Linked DNA regions of Pan troglodytes: region 1 is linked to region 2. The links are chromatin contacts, called in public Hi-C maps. All regions are on one chromosome and are shown on one strand. The core of a region is the stretch at or near the end of the contact, and the rest is flanking DNA. Distances in the headings are between cores, read along the strand shown.

The links. A called contact is a pair of places that touch in the nucleus more often than the background predicts.
Region 1: a contact with region 2 is called in a Hi-C map of stem cell-derived neural progenitor cells, with 4 times the contacts expected there. The contact joins the promoter of ABHD18 here to the promoter of INTU in region 2. A contact is called at or near these places in 1 of 7 Hi-C or Micro-C datasets (stem cell-derived neural progenitor cells) and 1 of 1 datasets of contacts at active chromatin or transcription factors (stem cell-derived excitatory neurons).

Annotation. Positions count from the first base shown.
Region 1 is chr3:129,132,051-129,135,520 of NHGRI_mPanTro3-v2.0_pri, forward strand. It overlaps ABHD18 (abhydrolase domain containing 18), which reads left to right and starts at 1,706. Exons shown (of 10, transcript XM_054683377.2): 1 at 1,706-1,838. It overlaps MFSD8 (major facilitator superfamily domain containing 8), which reads right to left and starts at 2,274. Exons shown (of 12, transcript XM_003310454.6): 1 at 2,129-2,274.
Region 2 is chr3:128,803,767-128,807,235 of NHGRI_mPanTro3-v2.0_pri, forward strand. INTU (inturned planar cell polarity protein) reads left to right here and starts at 2,176. Exons shown (of 16, transcript XM_024356289.3): 1 at 2,176-2,458. The coding sequence starts at 2,313.

The DNA.
Region 1 (3,470 bases), core at 456-2,955, 330 kb after region 2:
GGTGCGTTTACAATCCCTGAGCTAGACACAAAGGTTCTCCACGTCCCCACTAGATTAACTAGATACAGAGTGTTGGCAGAAAGGTTCTCCAAGGCCCCACCAGAGTAGCTAGATACAGAGTGTCGATTGGTGCATTCACAAACCCTGAGCTAGACACAGGGTGCTGATTGGTGTGTTTACAAACCTTGAGCTAGATACAGAGTGCCGATTGGTGTAGTTACAATCCCTGAGCTAGACATAAAGGTTCTCCAAGGTCCCACCAGAGTAGCTAGATACAGAGTGTCAATTGGTGCATTCACAGACCCTGAGCTAGACACAGGGTGCTGATTGGTGTATTTACAATCCCTGAGCTAGACATAAACGTTCTCCACGTCTCCACCAGACTCAGGAGCCCAGCTGGCTTCGCCCAGTGGATCCCGCACTGGGGCTGCAGGTGGAGCTGCCTGCCAGTCCCGCGCCGTGCACCCGCACTCCTCAGCCCTTGGGTGGTCGATGGGACTAGGCACCGTGGAGTAGGGAGCGGCGCTCATCGGGGAGGCTCGGGCCGCACAGGAGCCCACGGAGTGGGTGGGAGGCTCAGGCATGGCGGGCTGCAGGTCCCGAGCCCTGCCCCGCGGGAAGGCAGCTAAGGCCCGGCGAGAAATCGAGCGCAGCGCCAGAGGGCTGGCACTGCTGGGGGACCCAGTACACCCTCCGCAGCCGCTGGCCCGGGTGCTAAGCCCCTCATTGCCCGGGGCCGGCAGGGCCGGCCTGCTGCTCCCAGTGCGGGGCCCGCCAAGCCCACGCCCACCCGGAACTCCAGCTGGCCCGCAAGCGCCGCGCGCAGCCCCGGTTCCCGCTCACGCCTCTCCCACCACACCTCCCTGCAAGCTGAGGGAGCCGGCTCCCACCTTGGCCAGCCCAGAAAGGGGCTCCCACAGTGCAGCGGTGGGCTGAAGGGCTCCTCAAGTGCCGCCAAAGTGGGAGCCCAGGCAGAGGAGGCCTGGAGAGCGAGCGAGGGCTGTGAGGACTGCCAGCACGCTGTCACCTCTCAGCTTGGGTGCTGCAACAGGCAAAGCAGCAGCCTGGGTTTCTCCAGCCCCGTCACTCGAACCCACGGGCTCATCACCGCACGGTGCGGCCAGACGCCCTTTCTCCTACGTTGGGAGCGAATCTCCTCGGCTCACACAACCCAGCCACCGGCTCCCACCGCGCTGGAACCCCTCTGGCAGCGAGGGTTTGTCCCAGTGCGGGTGACGCCCGGAAAGGAACCAGTCCCAACAGCGCAGGAGACTGAGGGGTCCCTCCACCAGGAGCCGCTCACCTGCTTCCAGGTGTGTCGCCTAAGAGCGGCTCCTGTTCACTTTCGTTCCGCAGGCCGGCCATAGCTACACTCCCTACAAGGCGTCTTGCGCCCAACTCTCGCGACACCTGCTTTCTCCCATCCCGGGTGGCGTGAAGCTGGCAAAACAAGCCTGTAAGTGCGCGTGCGCACCTGACGCTCAGACGTAGGCGGAACGCCCCGAGGTCATAGGCGGGGTCACGCTGAAGGCCGGGCAGCGCAGGGCGAAAGGAGGCTGTGTCCTCAGCCTCCTCCCTCGGCACGCGCCTCCCATCCTGACGGGGACTGAGAGCCCAGGAGAGCTCGGGGCGTGTCCAAACTGCCGCGCCGCCCCGCTCCGGGTTTGTCTTCCTCCCTCCGTTTCTCCTTCCGCTGTATCTAGCATTTCGGTTCCTGGAAAGGTTACCGGAGCTGCGATTGAGGCTGGGACCAAAGTTGAGTCCTCGAAAGGGAGCCTGGAGAGCGGCGGTGCTGGGAGGCCCGGCCAGCTCGATCGCAGGCTTCCACCTGGCGGCCAGTAAGTAGCCGGTCCGGTTAAGTAGTAGGTGCGCTAAGAGCTCCCCGCGCCTCTTAGCGCGCCGTGTACGCGCCTGGAGGCAGGGACCGGGGACGCGGAGCTGGGCGGGAGACTCGCGGGTCAGGGACGCGGGGTGAGGCTGGGGGCGAGAGACAAGGCTGTAGTCCGTGGCGCGCTTCGGAGGGCTGAGATAATGGGGGCGAGCGCGCGGGCAGTCCCTTCCCCCCGTGAAAGGTAGAGGTGGCTTCCAGCTCTCTTCTCTAGCTCGGCTAAATGCAAAGGCGCCTTACCTGGAGGGCTTGTCATAGCCAGGACTGAAGGTGGGATCTGCTGCTTGTAACCTGCAGGTCCCCGGATGCGCACCCTAACGGCGCCTGCGCCTACGGGGGCCTCAGCCTTGCAAAATGTCACTCAGCAGAGCCTGCTGCTGAAACGTGGGAGTTGAAAAAGGTACAGCACCTGCCTAGCAATGACCAGCTCCTTTCGTCACAAGGAAGATGACATTTTTAGAAAACATGTCATGGGTTTTCACTAGATCTCCATGTTTATTTCTTGGTGGTTATGTATTAACATCTTATCTCTACTATTAGGCTTGTAGGCTAGCTGGCGTCAGTAGTCATTCTGTGTCTCATAAATTACCGTTTTATTAGCGCCAGATACATTGTCATGTAATTTCATTTGATCACAACTATCCTGTGAGATAGGCGAAGCAGACACATTGCTAGTTTACTGAAAATTAAGATCCAGACAAGTTAACCCAGAGTCACTCTGTGTGGAAGTGGCAAAGTTGGAAACCAAACTTAATTTTTTAAAATTAATATTTATGAGCATTTACCCTATGCTAGGTCCTATACTAGTTACACAGTCATGTATGGTATATGCCATCACTTCTGATCTTTGTGTCATTTGTGACCGTGTGTGTATCAGCCAGGCGCAGTTCACTGGTGAACACCTAAACTTGAAACGTGCGGTCCGGGTGCGATGGTTCATGCCTGTAATCCCAGCACCTTGGGAGGCCAAGGCGGGCGGATCACGAGTTCAGGAGATCGAGACCATCCTGGCTAACACGGTGAAACCCCGTCTCTACTAAAAATACAAAAAAAAAAAAAAAAAAAAAAAGCCGGGCGTGGTGGCGGGCGCCTATAGTCCCAGCTACTCGGGAGGCTGAGGCAGGAGAATCCCTTGAACCCGGGAGGCGGAGGCTGCAGTGAGCCGAGATCGCGCCACTGCACTCCAGCCTGGGCAACAGAGTGAGATTCTGTCTCAAAAAAAAAAAAACCAAAAAACCAAAAAACTTGAAACGTGCTATTCAGAAATATCTTCTAAATCAAGACCTGATATTTTGTACTTGGATTCAGTCTTGCAGATTCATTTGTAACAGCTCACAAAAACAAGTCAGATTTGTATTATTGGTTCCAAAAAGACACATAGGTAGAAAAGTTAGTATTTTCTTGCCATAATGTCGCTTTACTATATTGTCTTTTTTAATTCCTGGGGGCTAGCAATGTATGGCACATATATAGTGGACAAGGGGATTTTTAACTAGTATAGCAGTAAGCAGAATGGCTCCTAGATAAATATATGTTGGATGAATGCTCATTGAATTACCTTATCTCATCCTTACAACAATCC
Region 2 (3,469 bases), core at 926-3,425:
GTAATATACAAATTCAAATGTACACAGTTTAATGTATATTTGTACATGTAATGTACAGTTAATGTAAATACAACTAAACTTCAGCTTAAAAGTATAAGCTGCATACTGCAGCTTGTTTGGCTGTGAGGAAGGTAAAATATACTATCCTGGCCATTTAAGTTTAATACACTTGAAAAACAGCAAGTGCCTTTGTGCTGCTTCTTAAAAGCAACAGATGAAGCTCCCATGTGAAAGACACCCTCCCTATACTAGAAAAATGTAACATTCTTATTCTCAAGGGCATAGAAGTGAAACCAAGAGAATTCTGTACAGACCTTGTTAAAATAACTTATCTTTTAAGCTTCCCAATTTAGTTTAGTTGCTTCTTCACAACTAACTATTCTTTGTCCAATCCAGTATATAAGTTAACTGACTCTAACTGCTTCTTTGGGTCTTCATTTCTTTATGAGGGCTCCCCTGCCATGTAAAACTTGGATTCTAGAGCAAGGAGAGAGGTCTGTCTGCCAGGCTCAAATTTGCGAGGTGGGAGTGGGTTCCAGCCTATTCAGGGAATGGCCAGTTGGCCTGTATATGTGAAGCACAGAACTGAGAGAAAATTTAGGGCAGTTCCCCAAGTTTGCTGAATCACAGGGGGCACTTGTTTGAAATAGAGATTTCCAGGCCCCACCCCTGGAGATTCTGATCCTGTTGATGTGGAGCAGGGCCTCAACATCTGTATAACAAGTTCCAGTTGCTTTTCTTTTGTTAATCTATTTTAGGTAAGTTTAATTCTCAGGCCCAGCTGGGACCCTAAGAAGATGGAGGTAGAGTTTTTCTGCCCCTGCAACAGCTACAATTCAGGTTCCTTTGAGTTCTCCGTGCATATACCCATACCGGCCATGTGATGACTCATCTCCCATTACTCTTTCTCTGTTGGAACCATGCCATAATAACAATATAAATTAATACTTCCTCTAAGAAATTTGTCATGGCCCCACGTATACTACTTTGGTTTTTTCTGGATATTCCATTAGAACCTTGTATTTATTGTAATACTTATCACTATGTTATAATTGCCCATTAGAGAATCCCCAGCACCCAGCCTTTTAGATCATAAAATAACATTATATCCTTTTTTTACACCCTGCAACATGAACATTTCCCCCATGCTTTACTCTTTGAACACATGCTAGTTAAAATCATAATCATCATATTTTATATATATTTAACTTTTCCCCCATTATTTGACATTTTAAGATTGCTTTCAGCTTTTCACTTTTACAAATTTTATAAACTTGCATCCTTTCTCAGAGTAGATATCTAATAGTTGAATTACTGGGTTTTGAGGGAGGAAATTTCATGTAATGGTTATTGACTTAGCTTCATTTCTTGGTTGACTTTGTTGACTGCTAGCCATGTAACCATTAGTAAGATGCATAACTTCTCTAAAGCTTAGTTTCCTTATTTAATATAGAGAAAATATTTACTTCATAGTATGTGAATGCTCAGCATTGTATATGAATAAAGTAAGCAGAGCCAAAGCTGACTCTCAATCAATGCTAGCTGTTATTTTTGTACTTAAAAAATACTTGATATAGGTATTCATAAATAACAGGTAGATTTTACCTGTTTACACTTCCAACTTTAGTAATGAGAACACTTAATTAGATTATAAAATTTTGAGTTAGAAAATGAACATGAAGTTGATTCCACAGGATTGCCACTCATTTGTGGCACTCTACAATATCCACTTGGGATAACCGTGAAAATGTTTGCAATTGCGAAACAATATGAAACCCATAAAACAATGGAGCGTATTTACATTAACACCTAGATCGCGTTGCTTAAAAGCGTCCATTACTTGCACGGATGAGGTCCTAAGGAAAGGTAAAATGCGGTTTCCTTCACCTCGAAGGAAATCCAGGCTGACCGACAGCTGTTAGGCATTATAAACACAGGACAAAGAGCAAACTGGATATCCAGCACTGGAGGAAAAAGGTGAGAAACCCAGTGGATCTCCGCCTGTTTTAACAAGTTATGCTACTCTAAGGAAGAGCGTTCCGGGGAGCGTAAGCGGTGAAGTTTTAGCTATTTCTAGCCTTCCAACCGAGAAGCCCTCCTCGAAGTTTCAGCCCATTGGCTGCTTTCTGTTCTCCTTGTTTCTTCTGGGAAGCTTCTCCGTCTCCCCGGCAACGCGACCTGCCACCAATGCAGCTAAGGATTGGTGGTCACATGGCCTCTGCCTCTCCCCAAGCAGAGGCAACATGGCGGCCTCAGCAAGCTGTAGCTGCGAGATTTGAATTACTCCACTCGTAGCTATTGCATTCCTGACGATGGCCTCTGTGGCTTCGTGCGATTCGCGTCCGAGCTCAGACAAGCTCCCTGGAGACCCCTCTTCACAAGAAGAAGATGAGGACTATGATTTTGAAGATCGGGTCAGCGACTCGGGTTCATATTCCTCAGCGAGTAGCGATTATGAGTAAGGTTTTCAAAGAGGGACAATTAAGCCCATCCCTTCAATCCAGAGAATATACACGTGGGCTGGGGGAACTGCAAGGGTGTTGGGGTGGTTGGAATCGAGTATTTGGGGTTCTATAATAAGTGGGATTTAATTGCACCACGTTCCATCGTATGGTGGTGTAAGCAGAAATGACAATGCCATTCTTTGCTACTGTAGGTTTTTTTTTTGTTTTGTTTTGTTTTTTTTAATGATTCTTAGATGAGGAGAATCTCCTCTTTTTGGTCATGGGCTCTGTCTAGGCCATAGGAGGATATATCTGTAACAGCGTTCAAAAAACTCTGTTCCGATCGCAGTGTCTTCTTGCTTCTTTGGTGTGACCTTTGTGGCTTAATCTCTTTAGTATTTGGAGTGGAGAGACACCCTACGCGTTTTATAAGGCAGTTGTTAAATTTATGTAGATTTTTTTCTGTTATGGAAATGAATAGCTATATAACAGAAGGAACGCCCACCCATAGTCTCACCATCAAGGACAACCTCTCAGCACTTCTGGATATTTCTGCTGTATTTTCCTATGCATCTCCATGATTTTCTTGTTTTCCATTTTACGTCATAATTTAATTTTTAAAAATACAGATACCTAAAGGTTTCACTTTCTTAATAATGCCATGAAAAGGTTATTTTGATTCACAGTATTCAGTGCTACTTCATTTTTAAGAAAAATCTACCCCTTACTGCTATGGATTAAGAACTTTAGAAAAGTCAACTAGCAGTAGCTTGAAGAGAATGACTAATCGTGAAAAAGTTTTGGTGCCAAAATGTCAACTAACCCAGTAATGGACAACCATACCTGGTCAGTTTTAGGATGACATTTTATGTGTATTTAGGAACAACAGTTACAAATCATTTATATGTATGTAGGAGCAACAGTTATTTGGCAATTGTTTTTACCTATCAGTATGTAAAAGATTTTTATCATTGCCTTTAAAAGTATGGTGGGGAAACCTGTTTAATACATTCTTGAAGACTTAA